Regions from separate parts of the Lactuca sativa genome. Here region 1 is linked to region 2. The links are chromatin contacts, called in public Hi-C maps. All regions are on one chromosome and are shown on one strand. The core of a region is the stretch at or near the end of the contact, and the rest is flanking DNA. Distances in the headings are between cores, read along the strand shown. Region 1 holds the start of LOC111921771 (receptor protein kinase TMK1). Region 2 holds the start of LOC111919272 (adagio protein 3).

Region 1 (7,127 bases), core at 3,683-6,182, 880 kb after region 2:
CATTTTCTTTCACATATAGACCATTTATGTAAAAAAAAACATTTCAAATATGGACCATTTATATACTTTTGTTCACAAGTGAACCATTTATGTAATATATAAATCTAAATGTTAATTAGTAAGTCATTAATATGACATTTTCTAGGGAAATTTGTTTTTAGTATTGAAATTTGCAAAAAAGAGTTCATTAATGACATTGTACTTAAAAAAATATATTATTTTGGATTATTTTTAGATGATATTGAAATGTTTCATTTTTTCCTACATTGGAGCTCATTTGTAGGACGGCGTTTTGGAAGCAAATTTCATTAATAGTGTTGAACTTTGCAAAAAAATTCATTAATAGCATCTTACTTTTAAAAATAGCTTTTTTTTAGAATTCTTTAACTGCATGTAGATTCCCTGAATGCCTACATTGATGAACATATGTGGAGAAATCTTTTTGGAAAAGGATAAAATCCTGATATGAGAACCCAAACAAAAAAAACCCAGTTTTGACTAACCTAATTTATTTAAAATCTTTATTCATTTTAGTAGCTACACACCATTTAGATGTTCTCAAAATAACATATGAAATAAATTCGAGATGTAATAAATCTAAAAAGTTATTTGACATGTTTTGTACTTTCTAATGATCATTACCAGGAAACCTTTGAAGGATTTTTTACCAGAAAGAATGTGATCAATATACAAAACAATGTTGCATATAGAACCTAATTGTTTTTAATTTACTGTAATAAGGTCTTCCTGTAACAGTTGATTGTCTCTACCTAACTCTCACATGCAAGGTAATGGATTTATGTTGTTCTAAATGTGTCAAAATGCTTCACTTAAGTGTTACCCAACACATGGTCTGCGGACTATCTGCATTGATTTCATGATTGAGAAGAACACATCCCATCAACCAAGATCAGACAATCAACCATATTAGTGACCCCCACTAAGATTAGAAATGTACTTTGAGTAATCCTCCAAAACAGGCAATGAATTTTGAACTGTAGCAACTCTTGAATCAATTCCCAAATTATACATCAAACTTCCAACATTAAACCTTGAACATTTTTAATTAATGTTATCGAGTTACCATGCATTTGATTATTTAGGTATATCATAAATTGTTAGGTTCCCCTATTGATTTTACTACTTTAACTTGTACAAAGGATAAATACCTATAATACCTACAAATAGGAGAGTGTTGTCTTTTCTTTGTGAAATATCTAATAGCTACTTTGACAATAGCCTTTCTGTTTTACAATAATAAGGTTTGAATGACTGATTTTAAATAATCATTCTGTAAAATCATTTAAAAACCAAAACTATTCCTTTTTATATACAATTACGTTAATAATGCAGAAGTTAAACCATAATCTTTTTGTTTTATTAGTTGTCTTAATTCTAAAACTTATATAATTATTATGTAAATCTGATAACTTATTTAGCTTATTTTAAAATAATTTACATTATAATCGTACTTATTTATTGGAGGAATAAAAGTAGAATGATAACAATATATTAATTAAATTTGTATTTATCATGTATATATATATATATATATATATATATATATATATATATATATATATATATATATATATATATATATATAAGTTATATTATAATATAAGTTTTTAAATAAGACATAACGAGGTTACCATCTTATAAAAATAAAAATACTATAACAACCAATTAATCGATTCTCTATTTCATTATGATCTTTAAACGATTAATTATTGTTATACAAAAATTTTGTCTAAATATATAAAAGTAATCATGTTTTAATTTGTCAAATTATAAAAGTAATCGTTGTTTATGTTTTTCATATATGAAAATCATATTATGAAAAAGAGTACATGCATCAGTCTGTTTTAGAATAAACTTCACATATTATTTTAGTTTTTAAATAGATATTTTGACAAAATAACCATTTATTTTGTTTAGGATTAATGTATACTTATATACGAATGAGAGATGATACAAGAACAATATATTACGTGTTCTTTAAAGTATAGCATGTTCTCGCTAAGAACATATACAAATTTGCATTCACAATTAAGTTTCATTTCAACCAATTTGCTAATATTTATTGCAACACACCCTCCCTCTAAATCTTAAACCCATAAATAAATGTCTAAAACTAATCATCGAAAGAAACTATTTGGTATCGTTGCATCACTAATAGTCGAAATAAACTATTCTAGAGATTTGGTCCAATGATTCCTCTATGTTCGCATGTAGATGACATGTTCCCATTCAAGCTGATAAGAAAACAATTTCTAATTTGATTATGTTTTACAATGACAATCAATAAAACTTAGGGACAAACAATTCCAAATGTAGGTATTTATCTCCCAAAATCGGTTTCTCGTCTGGCCAACTTTATGTGGCATTGTCTAGAAGGATATCGTGCAGGCATCATATTCATCTAAAATATGACATGAATGTACAGTTTTACGTTTAACCGTAAACATGAGGCTTTAGTTTGGTTGTCTAACTAATGATTTGGATGAGACAAAAACATTTAATGAGTGGATTCTTAAAATTGGTGAAGGTAATACTGGTGGTTCTAATGATGGTGAAGCTGAAGTTGAATTTCCAGAAGACGTTGTCATTCACTCTACAGGTGACCATATTCATTCAATTGTATCCACCATTTATCCATCCTTTGAAAACATTTTAGGATTGATGAAATATGAAAGGAAAACATATATGAGTTTAAATTCTTTTCGTGAGAGGTACCAATTTTTTTTTTTGAGGAAGCAATCTACTCTTCAGTAGTGTTGAATGGTTTTAAGACATCTAGAATTTCCAACCATAAACTTACACTAAAAATAGGTGTTCCAGTCATGTTACTTCGTAATATCGATCAAGCCAAAGTACTATGCAATGGTACTGATTACAGATTGTTAGACTTGGAAGATACGTAATTGAAGCCTGAATCATATATGCTAGATTCTTCAACGAGACTACTTATATACCTTGCATTAAGTTAACTCCGTCTAATAAAAAAATCTCATTATGTTTTCAGCGAAACCAATTCCCCATGGTTGTTTATTTTGTTATGGTCATTAACAAAAGTGAATGACAATGATTATCAAATGTTAGATTATACTTGCGTAGATATGTCTTCACTCGTTGTCAGTTACATGTTTTTTGTTTCTCACGTCACAAGTGAAAAAGGATTGAAGGTACTCATATATGACGAGGAAAGTCATCAAACTAATAAAACAAAAAGTTATGTCTACAAAGAGGTCTTTCAGCGATTATAAATATTCAGGTGTTTCATTGTTTTTTTTCCAGACATTTCAATGTTACTAATAATGCTAAGTTTGTTTATGTTACTTTATCTTTTTTTATAATGCCAACTTTTAAAAACCTTTATATGTACATTTTTATATGTTTTTCCACGTTTTACGCGAGTCATAATCTAGTTAATATATTATAAGTATAATATATTAATTGAGAAGTCATATTATTAATTAATATTGGACAAGAATTAATTTGGAATTAATTTAGCGATCAAAAGAGATTAATTATATTAAGAGGGCTGATTAAGTAAATCAGTAATACATATAGTTTGTGCCAACGATCAATGATTGATTAGTGATTGACTAAGTTTATGTGAGAGTCCATGAAATATTAGTCCAAAAGGCTTATCATATAGATTATTGGATTAAAGGCCCAAAGAATGAATTATGGTTTACAAATTGAAATTCTAGAAATTCCACACTATAAAAGTAACCCCTCAAGACCAATGATCCATGATTAATTTGGAGCTTACAAAATATATCCAAATAACCAATTTGATATGTCTATAGGAACATAATGAAAAATTCACATTAACCATATTTTGTATGAAAGAGTTCAAGGTTTAAAATCGGCTTATTTTCCATATTTTTTTATTGAGTCTTTACTTTACAACTAAAAAATATGACTTTCTCCAAATTATGAGTATGATATGTTGATGGATAGACTTATTACACAAACCAATGAGAAAAGTTCATCCAAACAAACTCCATATAAAAAAGTGACGAAAAGTTAGAGTTTGAAAAAAAAAAACCATAATTTTTGCATGCCACATCTGTGAAAATCTACATAGATTTTTGCTGATAGGGTGCGATAATTGTGTTTATTTTGATTAGACAATCTACATAGATTTTTACTGATAGAATGTGATAATTGTGATTGTTTTTTATTTTCTGACTTAGAAAAAAAAAAGTTATTACGGTTATAGCATATTAGCATTTATTTTCTTTACCTCCGGACTCATTATCCCCTATGAAATAGGAATGAGTTTATTTTCGTTTTAGGTTGTAATCTACCCTAATAAATAAGAATGATTTTGCCACATGTCATTCTCTCATTCAATTTGCCACATGTCATTTTGTCATAATTTAGAGATATATTTATTTTCCACTTGTCATTTATTTCATTTTCCATTTCTAATATATTATTAATTAGTTTCCATAAATTAAACTTACCATAATGAAATTAATTTCAAATTTTAAATTTTAAATTTCAATTTCAATTTCAAATAAATTTATAGTTTAAACCTTTGTGTTTAACATTTTGTTATAATTAACCTGTTTAGTATACGGGTCTGATAACTAAACAATAGTTTTAATTTATTTATTTTTTGCATGTTTTTTTTCTCATAATTTTTATTTATTTCAAATTTCGAATTCAAATAAACTTCTCATTTAATCGTTTCTATTTAACATTTTGTTTTAATCAACCCGTATAATATACGGGTTTTACAACTAGTTTTAACATATAGGGAAATACTTTTATGAAAACATATAAGTAGTTGAACGTGAGCACCAGGATCTACAAGGACCGAATATGATTTAGGTGTAACCTTAGGACCATTTTTGTCACTTGTGTAGTAAAGAGGTGAAGGACCATACATACACGCATATATGCGACAACTGTATCATCCCTGGTCTCCACATTATTTTTGTAATGAAAGCATTCATCCCTCACCCTCCCCGATTCTCTCTCTCTTTCTTGCAAAAATTCCATCTTTTTTCTCTCTCTCTTTCCTTTTCAATCTTTACCTTCATCACCGCCGTTCAATCGGACTCATAAAAGCTTCTTTTTCCTCAATCACACATTTCCTGCAAAGGGAATTGCAATTTTCATCGACCCCTCGACAAAACCCTAACCACAGTCCACTCCTCAGAGGAACCGAACCTGGTTCTGATTATCGATTGGCGTTTGAAATGATGAAACCCTTTCTGGGTTATGAAAATTTTGGTGGATTTCTCCTGTTTATCGTCTATTTCTTGTCTGTTTCGATCATTTTTGTTCAGTCACAGTCGAGCGCGAACGATGCTGTTGTAATGCAGGCTCTGAAATCGAATCTCAGTCCACCCAAATCACTCGATTGGTCTGATCCTAATCCATGTAAATGGCAGCAAATTCAGTGCTCAAGAGACAACCGGGTCACCAGGATCCAAGCCGGTAACCAGAACCTCAAAGGTTATCTTCCGCAGACACTCAACAACCTCACGGAACTACAAGTTCTGGAATTTCAAAACAATCAACTCACCGGCTCACTCCCGAGTCTCGCCGGGTTAACTCAGCTCCAGAACCTTTTACTCAGTAACAACAGTTTAACTTCAATACCTACCGATTTCTTCGACGGTATGTCTTCTTTACAACACGTTTATCTGGATTACAACGGTTTTAGTTCGTGGTCTATCCCGGACAGTTTAAAATCCGCCTCCACTTTGCAAGTTTTCTCGGCGACGTCGGCCAACATCACAGGAAAAATCCCGGATTTCTTCGGCGGTGATGCGTTTGCGGGGCTGACAACTCTGCATTTATCGTTTAATTATCTGGAGGGTGGGTTACCGAGTTCGTTTTCGGGTTCATCGATTCAAAGCCTTTGGTTGAATGGTCAGAACAGTAGGTCTAAACTAAACGGAACTCTCCAAGTTCTTCAAAACATGACGCAATTGACTGAAGTTTGGCTTCACGGGAACTTGTTTTCCGGTCCTTTACCGGATTTTTCAGGTCTGAACGAGTTGCAGAATTTGAGTTTAAGAGATAATAGCTTAACAGGGCCTGTTCCACAATCTTTATTAGGTTTACAATCTTTAAAAGTTGTGAACCTGACTAATAATCTCTTACAGGGACCTACTCCAAGTTTTGATAAGACTGTGGCTGTTGATTTAAGCGGGCTTAATAGTTTCTGTTTACCGAATCCTGGTGCTCCTTGTGATAATCGTGTTGATATTCTGCTTGGTGTGGCAGAATCTGTGGGTTACCCGCATACTTTTGCTGATAATTGGAAGGGAAACGATCCGTGTAATTCATGGTTAGGGATCACATGTTCCAGCGATGGGAATATAACTGTGATTAATTTTCAAAAAATGGGTCTAACAGGAACCATTTCTCCCAAATTTGCGTCCTTTAAATCACTTCAAAGGTTGATTCTTTCAAATAATAATCTTACCGGAACTATACCCGATGAACTCAAAGATTTACCCAGTTTGATTGCGATTGATTTTTCGAATAATCATCTTTACGGACCAGTTCCGGATTTTAGCAAAACCGTTAACGTGAAGACCGAAGGGAATCTTGATATCGGAAAGGCGGGTCCAAGTCTGACACCGGTTTCCCCTTCTGGCGGCGGCGGCGGGAGTAAGCCAAACGGAGGAGGAGGTGGCGGTGGTGGGAAAAGTTCAAACACCGGCGTGGTGGTGGGATCGGTGGTTGGTGGTGTTTGTGCGGTTTTTTTCGCGGGATTGCTGGGTGTCTGTGTCTACAAAGCTAAACGAAAGCAAACTAACCGTATCCCATATCAAAACACGATGGTGATCCACCCCCGGCATTCAGCATCTGATGGGGACGGGGTGAAGATCACAATCGCAGGTTCAAGTGCCCCCACAAACGAATCCTTTAGTCACACGAGTAGTGGCCCAAGTGACATCCACATCGTGGAAGCTGGGAACATGGTGATTTCAATTCAAGTTTTGAAAAATGTGACAAATAATTTCAGCCCGAATAATATATTGGGAAGAGGAGGGTTCGGGACAGTTTACAAAGGCGAGTTACATGATGGGACCAAGATTGCGGTTAAAAGGATGGAGTCGGGTGTGATGAGTGAAAAGGGGCTGGATGAG
Region 2 (7,039 bases), core at 2,866-5,365:
AACACAACACAAGCTCGGGGTTGCTTCCCTCTCATTGAATTAACTTATTAACTGTATGTAGGTACACTTCATTTTGAAAGAACTTGTGAGGAAATCCATGGCAGAGACGGTGGTAAGTAAATCGTATACAGACATGATCTAAACCCTAAAACCTACCATGTATAACCTGAGTGAAATATTTGAATTTAAGTTATTTATGCCACTGCACCCAAATTTAGCTTGCTTGCATCTAGAAAAAGCTCATAGCTTGAACGATAACTCATGGGATGAGGTTGAGGGGTCGTCTTTTGCATATGCAAAAGATCAAGAGGGAGTTTCTGCCTTTACTTTTCTATACCTAATTCTTTTTGGGTGGGACACAAATTGTCGAGTGTCCAGTATAATCACAATCACAAACACAAGCACTCTTGTTTGCAACCAAAGAGCAAGCAAATATTATTATATTCTCAGAAGTGAATAATACTTGATGATATGAATATGATGTGTGTTGAACACAGGAGTTGAAGCGGTTCCCATCACTCCAAGCGGAGATAGCAGCTGCTTCAAATGAAGCACTGGAAAATTTCCGTGATGAAAGCCGGAAAACAGTTAGCCGCCTCGTGGAAATGGAATCAACTTATCTGACCGCCGAATTTTTTCGTAAGATTCATGCTGAATCAGATAACAACCCCAGAGACATCCATAATAACAAGCATTCAACCACATCCCACCCAAATGCAGATCGTTACAATGATCATCACTTCAGAAAGATTGGTAAACACCCTACCCTATCCATCCATGTTCCCATTTGATCTATATATATTTGACTTTGACCTGTAGCGTTGTTATTTTTCAAATGAATGATTGTGATCAGGATCAAATGTGTCTGCTTATATTGGAATGGTTTGTGATACTCTCAAGAATACCATCCCCAAGGCTGTTGTTTATTGTCAAGTCCGAGAAGCAAGGAGATCTTTGCTCAATCTCTTCTATGCACAAATCGGTAGAAAAGAGGTAGATATCTTTTTTTAGCAAACATTTGTTCCAATGCCGTAATATACTGTATTAGGTGGATCATATGGCAACCTATATATTATAATCAAAAGAAAAAAAGTCCATGATTGTTAGTTAAGTTGGTTATAATAAGCATCATACCATTTAATTTACTAAATGGTGATGAATGTTTTAATGCAGAAAGAGCAACTTGGTAGAATGTTAGACGAAGATCCAATGCTCATGGAAAAGAAAGAGACTTTATCCAAGAGACTTCACCTCTACAAGTCAGCAAGAGACGAAATCGATTCAGTCTCATGGAAGTGAGAAAGTAAGCGCCTTGCCTCGTCACGTTTACAAATCTGTACAACTAACTCTCTCTACTTTCACACAAGTTAATGTTCATTTGTACGTCATCATCTTATGTTGTGTACTAAGGTTGAAAAGACAAGAACTTGATTTGCTAAAAAACAATTTGATGTGTTACGATAGTTACTGTTTTCAGCTTCAAATACATATACATATCAAAGTTTTATAAACATACAACGGAAAACCTGTGGTAATTATAAAACTTGGAAACAAAATCCTATATTATAGTAATAATTAAGAAAGATGAATATTCATTGGTCCACATCCTGCCTGCTTGCCAAACACAACTCATGCAACTCATTAAGCACCCACTCTTCACCGGTATGACCACCCAACACAAGAACCCTGGTACCCCCAACAACACAAGTACTATGACCCCAAGCAAACTTGGGAGGTTGACCAGGCACATTCAAAATTCTCCAAGATGGTTTCTCCTCGGCAGGGTCCAACAAAAACACCTGAGAAGGGGAGTGCAGCCCCGCAATGGAACCACCAAATATTATAACCCGCCCGCATGGCATACTCATGGCTACGTGGTCAAGCCGTGGCGGTGGGACAACAGCACTCTGGGTCCCAACACCTGTGAACCCATTGCACTCCAAAAGCCTCCATTCTGGCTTCTCATCCATTACATCCATCGTATATGCCTCACTTGATCTTAACCTTAAGTGACCACTGTTTGCCAGACCCCCATACATGAGAATTTTTGTTCTTCCGAAAACAGACAGCGAGTGTCCCAGTCGAGAGGGTGGGACCGGTGAAGTCGGGATTTCTCGCCACATCGGTTTTTCCATTGTCAGATCAAGGATAAACGTGTCATTCAGAAGGACTCCTGCGTCTGTGCACCCGCCTGAAGATAAAGATATAATAAGAAACCAACTTTAACAACATGTTTAAAATAAAATTAAAATTAACTGCGGACCTGAAACAACTAATTTTGATCCTTCTATGGTGCAAGAGCTGTGCCAAGATCTTGGCGGGGGTGGACCAGCGCCAAACACTTGTATCCAGGTTGGTTGTTTGGCATCCAAGTCAAGAACAAACACATCATTCAACAATCCTTGTTTCCCACACCCACCAAACACCACCAACCAGGAGCCATTAAGTGAGGAAAGTGTGTGCCCCCATCGCCCTGGCGGGGACGACTTGACGCTCACCTGCCGCCACTCGGGATTGACAGCATCAAGATTAAGAACAAACGTATCGTCCATTGGCTCCATGTTAACTCCTTCACCACCAAATAAAACAAGCCGGTTTCCAGCTGCACATGCGCTAAAATTACAACGTGAAGGCTCGACTGTACCTCCGACTCTTAGTTTCTTCCAACAAACAGCCTCAAGAGTGGTGAGCTCACGAGCAAGACGGCCCCATCCTAATTTATTATTAGTCATATGTTCTAATGCACCTGTCACTTCTCTTCCCCAAGCATTCTGACAAACCATTTTTCTAACATGCTCGTTCTTTGTAAGTAGGCGGATCCGCCTACAAACAGATCCGATTGAAGCAACATCTCTGGGTGTCAATCGAGACAGAATGTCTTGAGCCATTACTTCATCTGAAAGTTGAAGAATCCCACACTCGATTTGTTGTTGTTGCTCGATGTTTGGGGAGTGGAATTTATCACTTACTTGTTGATTAGATTGAGAGTGAGACAGAGATTGAGATTGAGATTGGACGTCGTTGTTGTGAGTCTCTTTGAAAACAGGGTAGGATATGGAATTTAGATCGATTTTGGCTTCTGTGAATACTTGTATGCCTATTACGTGTGTGACTATGCCATCATCACCATGAATTGGAGCAAGTCTTAGTCGGTTGACCAATGGAGTTCCGTCTTTTCTGAAATTGAGAAGCTCTCCCTGGAAATCGATTCCTTCTTCCAGACATCTTCTGATCTCTGATACACACACAGGGTCCACCAACGGGTGCCGTCTTTGGGCTCGGGGGTCTCTGTACTGCAAGAAACGACTGAGGCAAAACATTTCCAAATAAGTACATTTCTCAAACTACAAATAAAAAGAAATAAAAGTGAAAAATACATTGCATTTAACTCTATTAATTATGCTTTTCAACTATCATGCAAAATTTCTCCCTAGAACTCCTACTGTTGGATTCGATATCAATCAACCTAATTGTAGCCAACTCTCAAGTTCCAGTTGGAAAATAACTGAAACTGGGAGCCAGATCCAACAATTTGATACAAATGCAAAAATAAACCAAGCGACGCATAGATTCAATAAGTAAATCTAAAACACAGAGCTCGTTAAACCTCTTTTCTATGAGATCTACAAGAAGAGCACATGTTTTCCGTCCACTCTCATATGAGCGTCTAATTTGATAACCGGAAGGGAAACTTTGAACTAAAAAAAATAACAAGCAGTAAATCGGAATGAGAAAGTGGAAATATACCAGTTCCGACCAAGGACTTCATCGGCACGATAACCGGTGGTGGATTCGAATACCTTATTAACGTAGATTATAGGAAAATCTGGTTCCATAGCATCCGAAACCACAATTGAAGTCGGAATCATCGGATTGAAAAACTCGCCTAACCTCAACGAAAATCCACCACCGCTCTCCTCCTCCTCATCGTCTATGTCGTCGTAGCAGTAGTCGTCGTCATCGGTGGCGCTTTTTAGCCTCTTGATCCTCTGAAGATCGTCTGATTCATCGTCTATAGGCATCCCCATGGCTAGTCAAGCAAGGAAAAGATAGAATGGTGAATGGAAGGTGAGAGATAGATATTTATTGAACTTTCAAAAACCCATCAAAATATCCCACTTTTAAAATATCCGCCGGAAGACATACATAAATAAATTAACTTTTTTGTTTTTTCTTCCTTCATGTTACCGAAATTGACGCGTCGTAAAACAGGACACGTGTTGCTTTATACATCACTCTCATATCATAATACTATTTTATTACCAAAGTCATCTTACATACATGTCGATCGTTCGTTTTATGACATAAAACAATAAATGCAATACTTGCAATGTATTTATTTATCAAGAAGAGCATTATATATTTTTATCATTTTTATAGCAGGCTTGTTTATTAATAATGATTTTTTGTTATCTTAATTGTACTTGATCTATATCAAAATTTAGTAGTAAACAATTTGTAACAGTTTTATCATATAACAAAATAAAAAACGATTGAACATGAAGATATTTAGGGTGTGGGGCGGTGCAAACGCAATTGACAAGATGTGACGTGTATCGTAGCCGAAGATATTTTTGTATGTCTACCACAAAATATCTAATTTAAACAGCCAATTATCTTCATCTATATCACCTTAATATTTCGATATTTAGATATTTCGATCGCGAATATTTGTTTGCGATTCAGATTCTGTTTTGATACTTGAAGCCCTAAACCCAATAACAGATTCTGTTTTGATACTTGAAGCCCTAAACCCAAAAAGACTTTTGGCCCAATAATATCCCAAAACTTAGGGTCTAATAGTTGCCCAAAACCTAAGACCTAAAATAGTTCATGGTGATGACCTTAAGCGTACCACCTAAGTACGCCTAACGTACAACTTGTTGGCATCAAGGGAAAATGTAACATCTTAACGATATAACTCAAAAATTTTCAATTTAAAATTAATAAAATGGTAATCGGTTCGTCGAGAACCTTCTCTCATAGATTCCCTTTACCAAGTCATCGCCAACAATTCGCTCTTATCCCTTGGTGTCAAAGGGCGAGTTCCTTTCTTGTTTTGCCCAAAAACTTTCTTTATTCTCATTGGAGAAAGACTCTCCCTCTACTTTCTTTAACAGGGGTGGAGAATATCATTCTATCAATAACAAGAAAAAAGTAGCAATTTTGTTTTAAATGGTTTGAGCTTGGAAGCAACCTGCTATCTATCGATAGGTGAGAACAGACTGCTATTGGCTGCTTCGCCTATCGATTCTATTATGTCCGGCTTGGATACATTAGAGGAAGACTATCATCTCTATCCAGGTACGATCATAACATAACTTCATTCATTCGTTGAATCTCGGGGATAACCATTAGCTGGTAAGGTTTTGCGCATTGTATCGAATTAAACCACATGCTCCACCTCTTATGCAGGACCCCGTCAATTCCTTTGAGTTTCGGTCTTGTGACCGTACTCCCCAGGCAGAGTGTTGCACGTGTTAGCTAGGCCCCTGATCCGCGTAGACCAAGGGCGAACACTCATCGTTTTAAGGCATGGACTACCAGGGTATCTAATCATGCGCGCTCCCCATGCTTTCGCACCCCAACATCGGTAGGGACCCAGAGAGTTGCCTTCGCTTTTGGCGTTCCTTCGTATATTTAGAGATTTCACCCTTACACACGAAATTCCACTCTCCTCTGTCTCACTCAAGTGAATTGGTTTCGAGAGCATTCCGCTACTTTTTGGCGACTTTCACTTTCAACTCGATTTATCGCCTACGCGCCCTTTACAGCCAGTCATTTCGAAGAACACTCCCCCCCCCCCCCCCCCGTCTTACCGCGGATGCAGGCCCAAGTCTTTATTGGTTATTACTGGCTGAATATTTCTTTCTTTTCAAAAGATGTAGTACTATACATTAGATCTTGAAACATTTTCATATTGTTAGCCATTTTCTGTATTTTGATATTTTATTGTCATTCTTATCATACATGTACGCTGTAGTTACTTCTGAGAGTCAGCTTGTCATTATCCTTACCACTTAACAATTATCCAAAATAAAATCATCCTTCAACTATGTTTCATAAGTGAGTCCCTTGCCAGCTTTTTTTATGTCTTTCAAGCTAAGCATTGACAACATTTTGTTGGATTAATGTCTAAGTCCATAACTATATTTGGTATGTACTTGACCCGACCCGGCATGGTCCATTTGGGTTGTACTTCACCGACATAATTTATATGGATAGTCTTTTGAGAATAATATATTTATGATTTATATTAATATATTATAAGTTCTAATATATTAATATATAATCATATTATTTAATTAGTATTGTTCAAGAATTAATTTAGAATTAATTAAGTGATCAAAAGGAACTAATTAAATATGGACTCTTAGATATATGTGTAGTGGGCCAAGTTCATTTAGGTTGCGCTAAGTCTTCATGGATAGTCCATGGAGCTTTAACCCATGGATCCTAGGAATTGAAAGGTCATGGGTATTAGGGTTTAACCCTAATCCTCCACACTATATAAAGGGTCTTATGGTTCATGAAATTAGGCTAGTGGCTAGTGTGGATACACTAAAGAGGGCAATAACCGATTTCATAAGTGTGAGCCAAGTATCCATATTCTCTAAAGTCTTCCAAGGTGTTTTGGTGATTTGTGATTCCACTTGAGGCTTCCACACTATTGGGGCTAAGCTCTTAAAGTTGGAAGACATCACGCTACATCAAAAGATATGTCATCTATCTAGAACTTTGTAGTATAGGTGCTTCATAGCATGCTAGTTAGGATGAAACCTAGGATAATATAATATTTGCATGTATAATAGAGAAAACATAGATCCAAGTTTTATAGAGTTGCATGTACACCATAGGAGTGTTAGTGTCACACCCCCGAACCAGACGGCGGAAACGTCCGAGGGCTCGCGTGAGTTAAATTGAATATCATCACAATGAATATACATGAATCATAACATAAACATCACCATGCACCAATATATTACAACTGACGTTGTTCACATCAAGTACATTGTTTTAACATTACAAATCCATAACA

The links. A called contact is a pair of places that touch in the nucleus more often than the background predicts.
Region 1: a Hi-C map of seed shows a contact between it and region 2, with 8 times the contacts expected there. The contact joins the promoter of LOC111921771 here to the promoter of LOC111919272 in region 2. A contact is called at or near these places in 2 of 4 Hi-C or Micro-C datasets (leaf and seed).

The regions. Positions count from the first base shown.
Region 1 is chr3:223,612,562-223,619,688 of Lsat_Salinas_v11, forward strand. It overlaps LOC111921771 (receptor protein kinase TMK1), which reads left to right and starts at 4,933. Exons shown (of 2, transcript XM_023917356.3): 1 at 4,933-7,127. The coding sequence starts at 5,220.
Region 2 is chr3:222,733,256-222,740,294 of Lsat_Salinas_v11, forward strand. LOC111919272 (adagio protein 3) reads right to left here and starts at 4,116. Exons shown (of 3, transcript XM_023914869.3): 1 at 3,748-4,116; 2 at 2,264-3,306; 3 at 1,432-2,191. The coding sequence starts at 4,028. The coding sequence ends at 1,593. LOC111919273 (phragmoplastin DRP1C) reads left to right here. Exons shown (of 16, transcript XM_023914870.3): 13 at 62-112; 14 at 498-753; 15 at 854-993; 16 at 1,174-1,556. The coding sequence ends at 1,299.